Linked DNA regions of Sus scrofa: region 2 is linked to region 1. Evidence: chromatin contacts called from public Hi-C data. All regions are on one chromosome and are shown on one strand. Each heading gives the region's core, a stretch centred on a gene start, on an enhancer-like site or on the middle of the called end of the contact. The rest is flanking DNA. Distances are from core to core; before and after follow the strand shown.

Evidence for each region. A called contact is a pair of places that touch in the nucleus more often than the background predicts.
Region 2: a Hi-C map of mesenchymal stem cells shows a contact between it and region 1, with 4 times the contacts expected there. The contact joins two enhancer-like sites. A contact is called at or near these places in 4 of 47 Hi-C or Micro-C datasets (epiblast stem cells, mesenchymal stem cells, psoas muscle and 1 more).

What each region holds. Positions count from the first base shown.
Region 1 is chr6:155,779,169-155,784,556 of Sscrofa11.1, reverse strand. No RefSeq gene overlaps it. Among named protein-coding and RNA genes, the nearest start is that of PLPP3, 19 kb to the left of the region's middle. Within about 2 kb of position 3,291, at least 6 of the 83 cell types and tissues checked have an H3K27ac peak or open chromatin away from gene starts, as enhancers often do.
Region 2 is chr6:156,742,890-156,748,277 of Sscrofa11.1, reverse strand. The region is part of intron 3 of LOC102158888 (a long non-coding RNA gene); the gene reads left to right. All of the region lies in intron 2 of LOC102159014 (a long non-coding RNA gene), which reads right to left. Among named protein-coding and RNA genes, the nearest start is that of USP24, 470 kb to the left of the region's middle. Within about 2 kb of position 2,922, at least 8 of the 83 cell types and tissues checked have an H3K27ac peak or open chromatin away from gene starts, as enhancers often do.

The DNA.
Region 1 (5,388 bases), core at 2,042-4,541:
CGCACTTTATTGCACTTAGCTTTATTGTGCTTCGCAGATTATGCATATTCTACAAAGTGAAGGTTTGCTGCAACCCTGCATCAAGCACATCTATTGGTGCCATTTTCCCAATAGAATTTTTTCACTTTGTGTCTCTCTATATCACATTTTGTTAAGTCTCCCAATATTTCAAGTTTTCCATTATTAAATTTGTCATGGTGATCTGTTATTAGTTGTCTATGATATCACTATTATAATTGCTTTGGCAATTTTAGCAATAAAATATTTTTAATTAAGGTATATACATTATGTTTTTAGACATAAGGCTGCTGCACTCTTAGTAGACTACAGTATAGTATAACACAACTTTTATATGTGCTGGGAAACCAAAAAATTTGTTGACTCATTTTATTATGATATTCACTTTATTGCAGTGGTCTGGAATTGAATTTACACTATCTCTAAATTATACCTATTTTGTCATATAATATACTTATAATTTGAATCCCAGAGGAGAAGAGAAATGAAGGTTGAAAAATTTCAAAATTTGATGAAAACTATAAGCCCACAGGACCAAGAAGCTAAACAAATATCAAGCAGAATAAGCACACACACACACACACACACACACACACACACACACACAAAAAGTCAAGGCACATCATAAATAAATTACTCAACACCAGTGTGAAAAAAACATCTAAATGTAGCCAAAGGAAAACAGATACATTACACATAGGAGACATTGTCAGAAAAATTCTAGGCAGAGAAATTTTAACAATATACTGAAAGTTTGGGTTGGGAGGGATGTCAGTCTAGAATTATATACCCAGAAAAAAAATCCTTTAACAATGAAGACAATAGATAGATTCAGACAAGAACTGAGGAAATGTATTGCCAACAGATCTTCACTACAAGAAATAACAAAGGAAGTTCTTGGGTCTAAAGGAAACTCAAACCAGTGGACATCAAGGCATGCATCATCGCTGATACGAAGTGGTGGCGCAGTTGCTAAAATGGTACCTTGAAAGAACATTCTGGAAGTTCCCGTCATGGCGTGGTGGTTAACGAATCTGACTAGGAACCATGAGGTTGTGGGTTCGATCCCTGGCCTTGCTCAGTGGGTTAAGGATCCGGCATTGCCTGTGGTGTAGGTCGCAGATGTGGCTCAGATCCCGCGTTGCTGTGGCTCTGGTGTAGGCTGGCAGCTACAGCTCCGATTAGACCCCTACCCTGGGAACCTCCATATGCCACAGGAACAGCCCTAGAAAAGGCAAAAAAGACCAAAAAAAAGAAAAAAAGAACATTCTGGTGAAGAGGAATCCCTTGCTCAGTGTATTTATTCAGGCATGGGAGTGAGAGGCAACGCATACAAGGACAATGGCATTGGCTAGTTGTCATTAAGTTGTAAGTTACAGATCCTCTGTCCTACAGAGGGATAATGAAAAGTTGAGGGCGGTTAACAATGGGAAATTAATTGTCAAGTCCTATTGGTATCTTAGGAAAAGATCCTATTTGGTATCTTAGGAAAAGACCTACATCACTTGAGGGGAGTAGCAGAAAAAATTACAACCCAAACCCAAAATGAAAGAGGGTTCCTAGCTTCAAAGGCGGTTGAACACATAAGCAGAGAAGGTATATTATACCAATGTCACCCCCCTGGCTATGAAACCCTAGGATCCTGACACATGGAATAGAGATATCTGCATATCCTCTGATGATTATTACTCCCCAGACCGATCTACACGCTCAGAGCCTGCAGCGGTGGCCTCCCCATCCTCACTTAGAGCCAACACATTCTCTGTGAGGGAAGACACTCTAGAGACAGTGCACCTGAACCAAGGTGCCAAGTCCATACTTGGCAGTGTAACAGCATAATTAGTGGGTCCATGTTGAGCCTGATAAGAAAGGTTAAGATTGGTACTCCAAATGCTCTGTGAGAATTAGCATGTTCCAGGTAAAGCCAGGGGGTTCCTGTGGGACCATATTTTGAAAATAATTTATTGAAGGGTCTGGAATATAAGCCTGAATTAGGGAGAGTTTGTTGACTTCATGGCAACTCTCTTGAGATACTGGATTTAACATCCTTTCGAGAAACTCAAGCAACAGTGCAAACTCACTGCAAGGGTAGCTGAGGAAAGCAATGGCTTATGGCAAGATAAGTTGAAATACTTGGATTTCTGTGGCATATGGTGGGCAGAGAGGATACAAAGTTCAAGCAATGGCAACAATGGAGTTGACATATCATGGGAGTCTAAAAGACAAACAACAGGACTTTGTTCCAAGGAAGTTCCAAAGATTGTGCAATTTACCAAGGCCATCCAGTATACACCAGTGAGAAAGGCACCTGTATCACTAAGAAGCTGAGATCTCCTCTAAAGGCCAAGTCTGCCAGTAGGAGAGGTATGAGAACTTACTCATTGTTAGGAAGGGGGATGAGGCCAACAGCTCATGCTTACCTACCAGAAGCCAAGAGCTTAATTATAATCATAATGATTGGACAAAATGATGTAGCATCCCAGATTCTGATCCACAGAGTTGTAAAGATGGTTAATAGAATACAATGTCCCTGGAGGCAAAATAGATAGGCAGTTCAAAAAAGAGCCCATTTTAGAGTTCCTGCTGCGGCTCAGCAGTAATGAACCTGATTAGTCTCCACGAGGATTCGGGTGAGATCTCTGGCCTCACTCAGTGGGTTAAGGATCCCTCGTTGCCATGAGCTGTGGTGTAGGTCACAGATGTGGTTCATATTCCACATTGCTGTGGCTGTGGCGTAGGCCAGTGGCTACAGTTCCGATTCAACCCCTAGCCTTCCATATGCCACAAGTGCGGCTCTAAAAATACCAAAAAAAAAAAAAAAAAAAAAAGATACCATTTTATGCCTCTAATCAAAAGAAAGCAAATATGGGTTAACAGGAAACTCAAAGAGTAGCCTCAAAAAAAGTTGACGAATTCTTCATCAGCTTCTGGACCTGTGGCAGACAGCAAAACTGGAGTCCAATTTTTTCGGTCTGGGTCCAAACAAAAGATAGAAACCACACTGCCATTTAAACAAGGGAAGTTCAACATAAAAAATTATCAAGCTATTATAAAAGTGTAAGTATAAGATATACATATACCTTGGGGCTGAGGGAGAGTAACCAAGAAGGGACAAACAAGCACAGGAGTTCAGACCTCACTAGAGAATGTGTGGCTGTGTCCACTAGACGATGAAGAATTCTCTGATTTCCCAGAAGACAGCTGGTCCACACTTACTGGGAAAGCAGGAAGCAACCCTCTGGGGCCTAGACAAGCCACAAGTAGTTGGCATGCACAGGGTGTGGGAGAAAGCTACTTCTCTGAGTAAGGAGGTTGAGAGTTAGCTAGAGTTGGTCATGTTTTTTTCTCTGTAAGTACGGAAATGCTCTCAGAAGAATCCATCCTATGCCACAGGCTTTACAGTCATCACGATGACCGCAAAGGTCAAACACAGTGGACACTTAAGTTTCCAAGGCACATGCTCCACATGGCGTTTCATCAAAGTCAACCACAGCTGGATTAATTGTGATGCCATTGCGTGTCATGGGTTACTAGTATCCCTTTTCCCATTAGCAACCCACTCAGCACTGCACTCAAGCCTATGATCAACTCCATCCCCAAACCTGAAATTCTGGGACTATTCCCACTTCACATCGGTGTCTGTCCAATACAGAGGCAGAAACCACACCACCATTTGAAAAGGAAAAGTTCAATATGAAGCGTAATTAAGCTACGATAGAAGAGCAAGTACAAGATATGAGGGGTTCCTGTTGTGGCTCAGCAGAGACGAACTCAAATAGCATCCATGAGGATGCAAGTTCGATCATTGGCCTTGCTCAGTGGGCTAAGGACCAGCACTGCTGTGAGCTGTGGTGTAGGTCAAAGACTTGGCTCGGATCTGGCGTTGCTGTGGTTGTGGCATAGGCCGGTAGTTGCAGCTCCAATTCGACCCCTAACCTGGGACCCTCCATATGCCACAGGTGCACCCCTCCAAAAATTTTAAATTCTACAAATAGACATGCTTCGTGATGGACTAGTTAAAGGGTACTTCCCTCTTAACCATGTTTCTGCTCATAAGGCTTGATGGACAATGATGCTAATCCCTGAAAAAGGGAACACTGAAAGGCAGCCAGGTCAGGCAGAGAGGAAGGTGGGTGGAAATAGTGGGTTGGATTTTGGATATGCTGGGACATCAGTGCATTTGAGATTCTAAGAGACAGCAAGCACAAAATGGAAATAAAGGTCAGAGGAAAGGTCTCAGTTAATGATATACACTTGTGAGTCATCTGCAAATGACATAATTTTGAAATCATGGGTGGATATGAGAATGCCTAAGGATGCAATGAGGAGGGAAGAGGTCAACTCCAAGTCTTGAGAACTAACAGCATTAACAGCCAGAAAGGAGAGGAGGAGCACACGAGTGTAATAGGAAAATAGCAGCATGTTAAGTGGGGTTAAAGGGAGGCCAGAGAAAGAGAGTGCTTAAGGGAAAGAAGGCTTAGAGTTGATTGCTGCTTGAGGCTGAGTTAAAATGAAGCCATAAAAAATGATCACTAGAGGGAGCAACAGAGAAATCCTCACAGGGAGTTCCTGTGGTGGCTTACTGGGTTATGAACCCAACTAGAATCCATGAGGATGCAGATTCTATCACTCACTGTGAGCTTCAGTGTAGGTTGCAGACACAGCTCGGATCCTGTGTTGCTGTGCCTGTGGTGTAGGCTGGCAGCTGCAGCTCAGATTTGACCCCTAGCCCGGGAAATTCCATAAGCCATGGGTGGAGCCCTAAAAAGACAAAAGAAAAAGTCCTTACTAACTTCTCTAAGGGCAGTTCCAGTGAAGTGGTGGAGGTGGAAGCCCAATTAAAGTGAGTTGAGGAGTGTATAGAAAGTGAGAAATTAGAGGCGGCGGCTTTCTCTGTAGACTGGGGAGAGACGTTCAAAAGTGTGGCATTCGCTAGAGGACAATGTGCAGTCAAGAGAGGTGTTTTAGAGATGGGAGAGCATTTAAAAATTTTTAAATAGCAATAATTGTTGATTTTCAAGGTTGCGTTAGTTTCAGGTGTGCAGCAAAGTGGTTCCGTTATATATGCATATTCTTATTTTTCCTATTATAGTTGATTTACAATGTTCTGTCAATTTCTGCTATATATGTGTATTCTTTTTTGATTCTTTTCCATTATAGGTTACTACAAGATATTGAGTGTAGTTCCCTACACTATTCAGGAGATCCTTGTTGTTTATCTATTTAATATATAGTACTGTGTGTATTTTAATCTCAAACTGAATTATCCCTCCCCTGCTCTTTCCCCTTTGGTAAACATAAGTTTGTTTTCCATGTCTGTAGTCTATTTCTGTTTTGTGAATAAAGTTCATTTATATCATTTTTAAAGAT
Region 2 (5,388 bases), core at 1,673-4,172, 960 kb before region 1:
TAAATAAGTTTATTTGTAATATTTTTTAGATTCCATATATAAGTGATAGCATGTGATATTTAGCTTTCTCTGATTTACTTCGCTTAGTATGATAATCTCTAGGTCCATCCATGTTACTGCAAATGGCATGATTTCATTCTTTTTTATGGCTGAGTAATATTCCATTGTGTGTGTGTGTGTGTGTGTGTGTATCTCACATCTTATTTATCCATTCAAATGTTGATGGATACTTACATTGCTTCTATGTTTTGGATGTTGCAAATTGCGCTGCTATGGACATTGAGATACATGTATATTTTTGAGTTAGAGTTTTCTCTGTATATAATTTTATTTTTAGTTTTTTAAGTAAGCTCTGTACTGTTCTACATAGTGGCTGCATCAATTTACATTCCCATCACCAGTAGGAAGGTTCCCTTTTCTTTATACCCTCTCTATTGATTATTTGTAGACTTTTTGATGATGACCATTCTGACTGGTTTGAGATGATACCTGATTGTGGTTTTGATTTGCATGTTTCTAATAATTAGTGATATTGAGCATATTTTCATGTGCCTGTTGGCCATCTGAATGTCTTTGGAGAAATGTCTATCTAAGTCTTCTGCCCATTTTTTGATTGGGTTTTTTTTTTTTTTTTATTGAGTCATATGAGCTGTTTGTATGTTTCAGAAATTAACCCCTTTTTGGTTGCATCATTTGCAAACATTTCTTCCTATTCAGTAGGTTGTATTTTCATTTTGTTTACAATTTACTTTGCTGTGCAAAAAGCTTATAAGTTTGATTAGGTCCCATTTGTTTATTTTTGCTTTTATTTCTATTGCCTTGGGAGACTGACCTAAGGAAACATTGCTACAATTTATGTCAGAGAATGTTTTGCCTATGTTCTCTTCTAGGAGTTTTATGGTGCCATATATTATATTTAAGTCTTTAAGCTATTTGAAGTTTATTTTTTTGTATGGTGTGTGGGAGTCTTCTAACTTCATGGATTTACATGCAGCTGTCCAGCTTTCCCACATCACTTGCTGGAAAGATTGAATTTTCTCTGTTATGTATTCTTGCCTCTTTTATTGAAGATTAATTGCCTGAAGTGTGTAGGTTTATTTTTGGGATCTCTATAATCTGTTCCATTGATCTATATGTCTGTTTTTGTGCCAATACCATGCTATTCTGATTATTGTAGCCTTGTAGTATTGTCTGGAGTCTGGAAGGGTTATACCTCCAATTTTGTTCTTTTTCTTCAAGGTTGCTTTGGCAGTTCTGGGTCTTTTATGGTTCCATTTAAATTTTAGGATTATGTTGTTCTTGTTCTATGAAAAATGTCATGGGTAATTTGATAGGGCTTTCATTAAATCTTTAGATTGCTTTGGGAAATATGGCCATTTTAATTATTCCAATCCGAGAGCATGGGATATCTTTCCATTTCCTTGGGTCCTCTTTAATTTCCTTTATTGATGTTTTATAGTTTTCAGCACATACGTCTTATAAGTAACATAACTTTTAAGTTATATTAAAACATCTAGAAATATGGGCTAGAAAGTTAAGTTTGCATAATTCTTAGAAAAACTATTAGTCCTCAAAGACTCTTGGATATGTGGCTTTGGGCTCAGTCTCTAGGATCCTTGGGGGACCTCATCATTTTCATCTGTTCTTGGGAGTTCTTGAGTATAATGTTTGAGAACCGCTGTCTGATACTCAGAAGCATTAGAGAAGACAGTAGGGTGCGAACAAGGCCTTGGAGAGTAAACAGGAGTTCTGCAGCAACAGTTGTGGGGCACAAGCCTCTGAGGAGAGTAGCATGATCGGAGTGGAACTATTTTTTGAATATGATGGTGGCAGCCTATAGCAAAGAATAGAAAGTGAAAGGGATTAGAGGTGAGGAACCAGTTCAGAGACTTCTGTAGCCATCTAGGAGGGAGGCAAAGATGTCAACTGATGGTAGGATGCTCTTCAAGAGACCATAGCAGCAGGCTGTGTAGAGGAGTTAATGCAGCAGGGGTGGGGACCATGGGCATTTGAGCCACTTCTTCATGTAACTCCCTTGTGCTTTCAGGGCCTGTGTGAGCCCAGTCATGTGTATATCACTTATATTTGATGATGGAGTGTGGCTGTGCGTACCCAACTTTATGGCTTGGTGGGTCAGACAACATTCAGTTCATGATAGACAGCCTAGGTTGCATGGTAGCCTCGTGGCCCTTGGTTAAACATTAAGCCTCAACTAAGGCCATAATGAGCCATAGAAATGCTACAGGGATGGAGAGAAGGCAAAACACTGTGAGAACAATCTGAAGGGAGACAAATGACATACCAAGGTAGAAGGAAGCCAATATGCCTTTGGTCTGAGACAGATGATACTATAAGGGATGGGAGGAAAATATCAGGTATATAATCTTGGGGAGGTCACAGGACGTGATTTGTAGTTTCCTTTTTCATACTTAAAATACGCTGACAGTGGAATGGGTATTAAGGATAGTATATTAAGAGTTCAGAGAAGGGAACAAGAGCTATGGGGGGATATGAGGGAGAGGTGGCGATCAGAGAAGCTTGTAAAGGAGATGGCACCTGGCCTGCACCTCACCAACTTGGTAGGAGTTCATGGGCATGATAAACATTCCAGACAGGGAAAGGCATTGAGCCTGAAGTTCTTAAAGTAACTCAGCTTGGCTCCTGACTTTGATTCATGGGGGAGGAATTCACACAAGGCCATTGGCCAAGTGGAAGAGCTCAAAGGTCAAGGACTGTACATTTTTTTTTGTAGCATTTATCATTTTTTGAGCTTAAATGAAGCCGAACCTTGCAGGGAAATGAACACATGTTACACATCTCCAAAGCCAGGAGGCTTCATATCCAGGAAACTGTGCTGGTCGGATAGTAATACAAATGACTAATGCACCCTCCTAGGTCTCATGTGGTTTGAGACCCAGGAATCTGGGCCAAGCAGGAGACAAACAGGCGGTGGCTTCAAGTGAGGGTGATTAAGCAAGAAGCAGCCCAGTGAAGAAGAGAATGCTGTTCTGGGAATTAGGAGAGGGGTTCTTACTCCAGTGGCCCTGAATAAGCCAGGTTCCTTCTCTGGCTTAAGTTTTCCTCATTAATGTCTTGATATAATAGCCTAGAGGGCCATGGATTACCAGCAAGTGTATGCCCTATTATCCAAGACTGTATCCTATGATAGATCCTAAAATCCAACCACATCCAGGATAGGACTTAGAAACAAGTCATTTTGCATTTATTCCTACTAATCGTTTAAGGTCTAGTTAGCTGTCTTCTTCACTGGGGGGCTCTAATTCCCCCAGACAGAGTTGGTCCCTGCTCCCACAGAACTTGAATACACAATTATCACAATTGGGACCTTTGAAGGAAACATCAAAAGGGCCATCACCTCTCTTTTCTCTCTGGGCATTTAAATACAGGTAGATCTTTGAATTAAGCTTTTCAGATCTGGATTCTCAGCCTCTAAGCTAGGGCTGCCTGGCAAAAGATGAAACAGTGACTCCTCGGAGATATGAAATTGCTCCTAATAAAAGTGCAGAGACTTATCTGTTACTTGGTCTGTGTGAGTGGGTAACCTCTTCGTCGGCTTGAGAGTCAATGTATGTTTCTCACAAGGCTCGAACTGCTAGATATTCCAGAAAACCACCTCCTGATTTAACTTTTCTCCCTAAGCCTTTTACAGGTGCAATATTAGAAAGAGAAGAGGGCACCGTGTGAGACAGACTCAAGGTCCACCACCTGCTTGCTGTGTTTTCTTAGAAAATCCACTTTACCTCTTTAAGCTTTTATGTCTTCATCTACAAAATCCAATAAAAATATTGACTCCAAAGGGTTATTATGAAGATTAGGTGGAGCACTATATATAAAAGTAGCAGAGTTGAAGGTTTTAGAAAATGCAAGTTGAATCCCTGCTGTGTGCCAGTCTGACACCTACACACACTTGGGCTTCCTGGCAGGTTATTTGGAAAGCCAGGGAAAGTGGAGTTTTTCTCCCAGGCAGAGGAACCGGAGGTGAATTACTTCCTTCTTAATCAGACTATAGCAGAAGAGGCTGCAGATGGATGGGTAAGGCTGCCTGACAGCTGGCCTTGGCTGTGTTCATCCTGGTGCCAAAAAGTCTCATCCACAGAGCAGGGCTTCACCCCTGGGAAACCCTGGGAGCAGCCTCCCCCAGCTATGCTTGGAGAACGTGACTTCGCTCTGCTGAGACAAGCACTGCGTGCGACCTACCACTCAGCCACGTCCCTTCCTCCAGATGCTGACAGGGGTTCTGCCCAGAGCCCTGCACTCCATACATTGTGATTCAGGTGACACTCACAGAACACCTACTCAGCACCAGGCTGTGTGATCTGTGTTTGCTCACTGAAGCTTCACCAGCCCAAGAAGCAGTGACCTTGTTCTAGTTTACACACAGGGAAACTGGAATCAGAAAATCTGGGATACCAGAATTCTTTTATTTCTCTGAGCTTTAAAAACTGAATTCTTCTCCTCTATGATATCATGGAACAGAGATAAATCCATACTTCCTCTTCAGAAGTGGACATTGATAATTAAAACACAATAATAACTATCACAAGAATAGTTATAACATTCATCAAACTATTGCTAGGCATTATGTCAAGCAGTGACCCTTAACAGGGAGTGATTTTTGACCCCCGGGGGACATTTGGCAATGTCCAGGGACATATTTGGGGTGCTATAGCATCAAGCAGGTGGAGGCTAGGGATGCTGCTGAACATCCTAAAATAAACAGGAAAGCCCCTTCAACAAGGAATTATCTGGTTCAAAATGCTAATAGTGTGGATGTTGAGAGACCCTAATGTAAATCATTTAAATGAATTATGTCTTTTAATCTTCATTAAAACCCAACAAGGTAAATACAATTTTGTCCCTTTAAGACATGAGGAATCTGAAGCACAGATTGATTAGGTAACTTCTCCCAGGATGTCCCTAGGAAGCAGTAATGCTAGGAATTTGAATCCAGAAACCCGAGTCTAGGAATTCTAAGCAGAGCAGTGTCATTAGCTTTTAGGGTTTTGTGTTGTCTCTGTCAGGTCAGGCTTATATAACAGAATACCAAAGACTTGGTGGCTTATAAAATATAGAAATTTATTTCTCATGGTCTGGAAACTGAGAAGTCCAAGTTCAAGATGCCAGCTGATTTGGTGTTTGGTCAGTGCCTGCTTTCTGGCCCATAGATAGCCTTCTTTTCACTCTATCTTCCCATGACACAAGGGGTGAGGGAACTCTCTGGGGTCTCTTTTATCATGGCAAAAATCGCATTCATGAGGGGTTCACTATTATGGCATAAGCACTTCCCCAAGACCCTTACCTCCAAATACTGTCACATTGAGGTTAAGATTTAACATATGCATTTTGATTCTACAGTACTCATAGCAC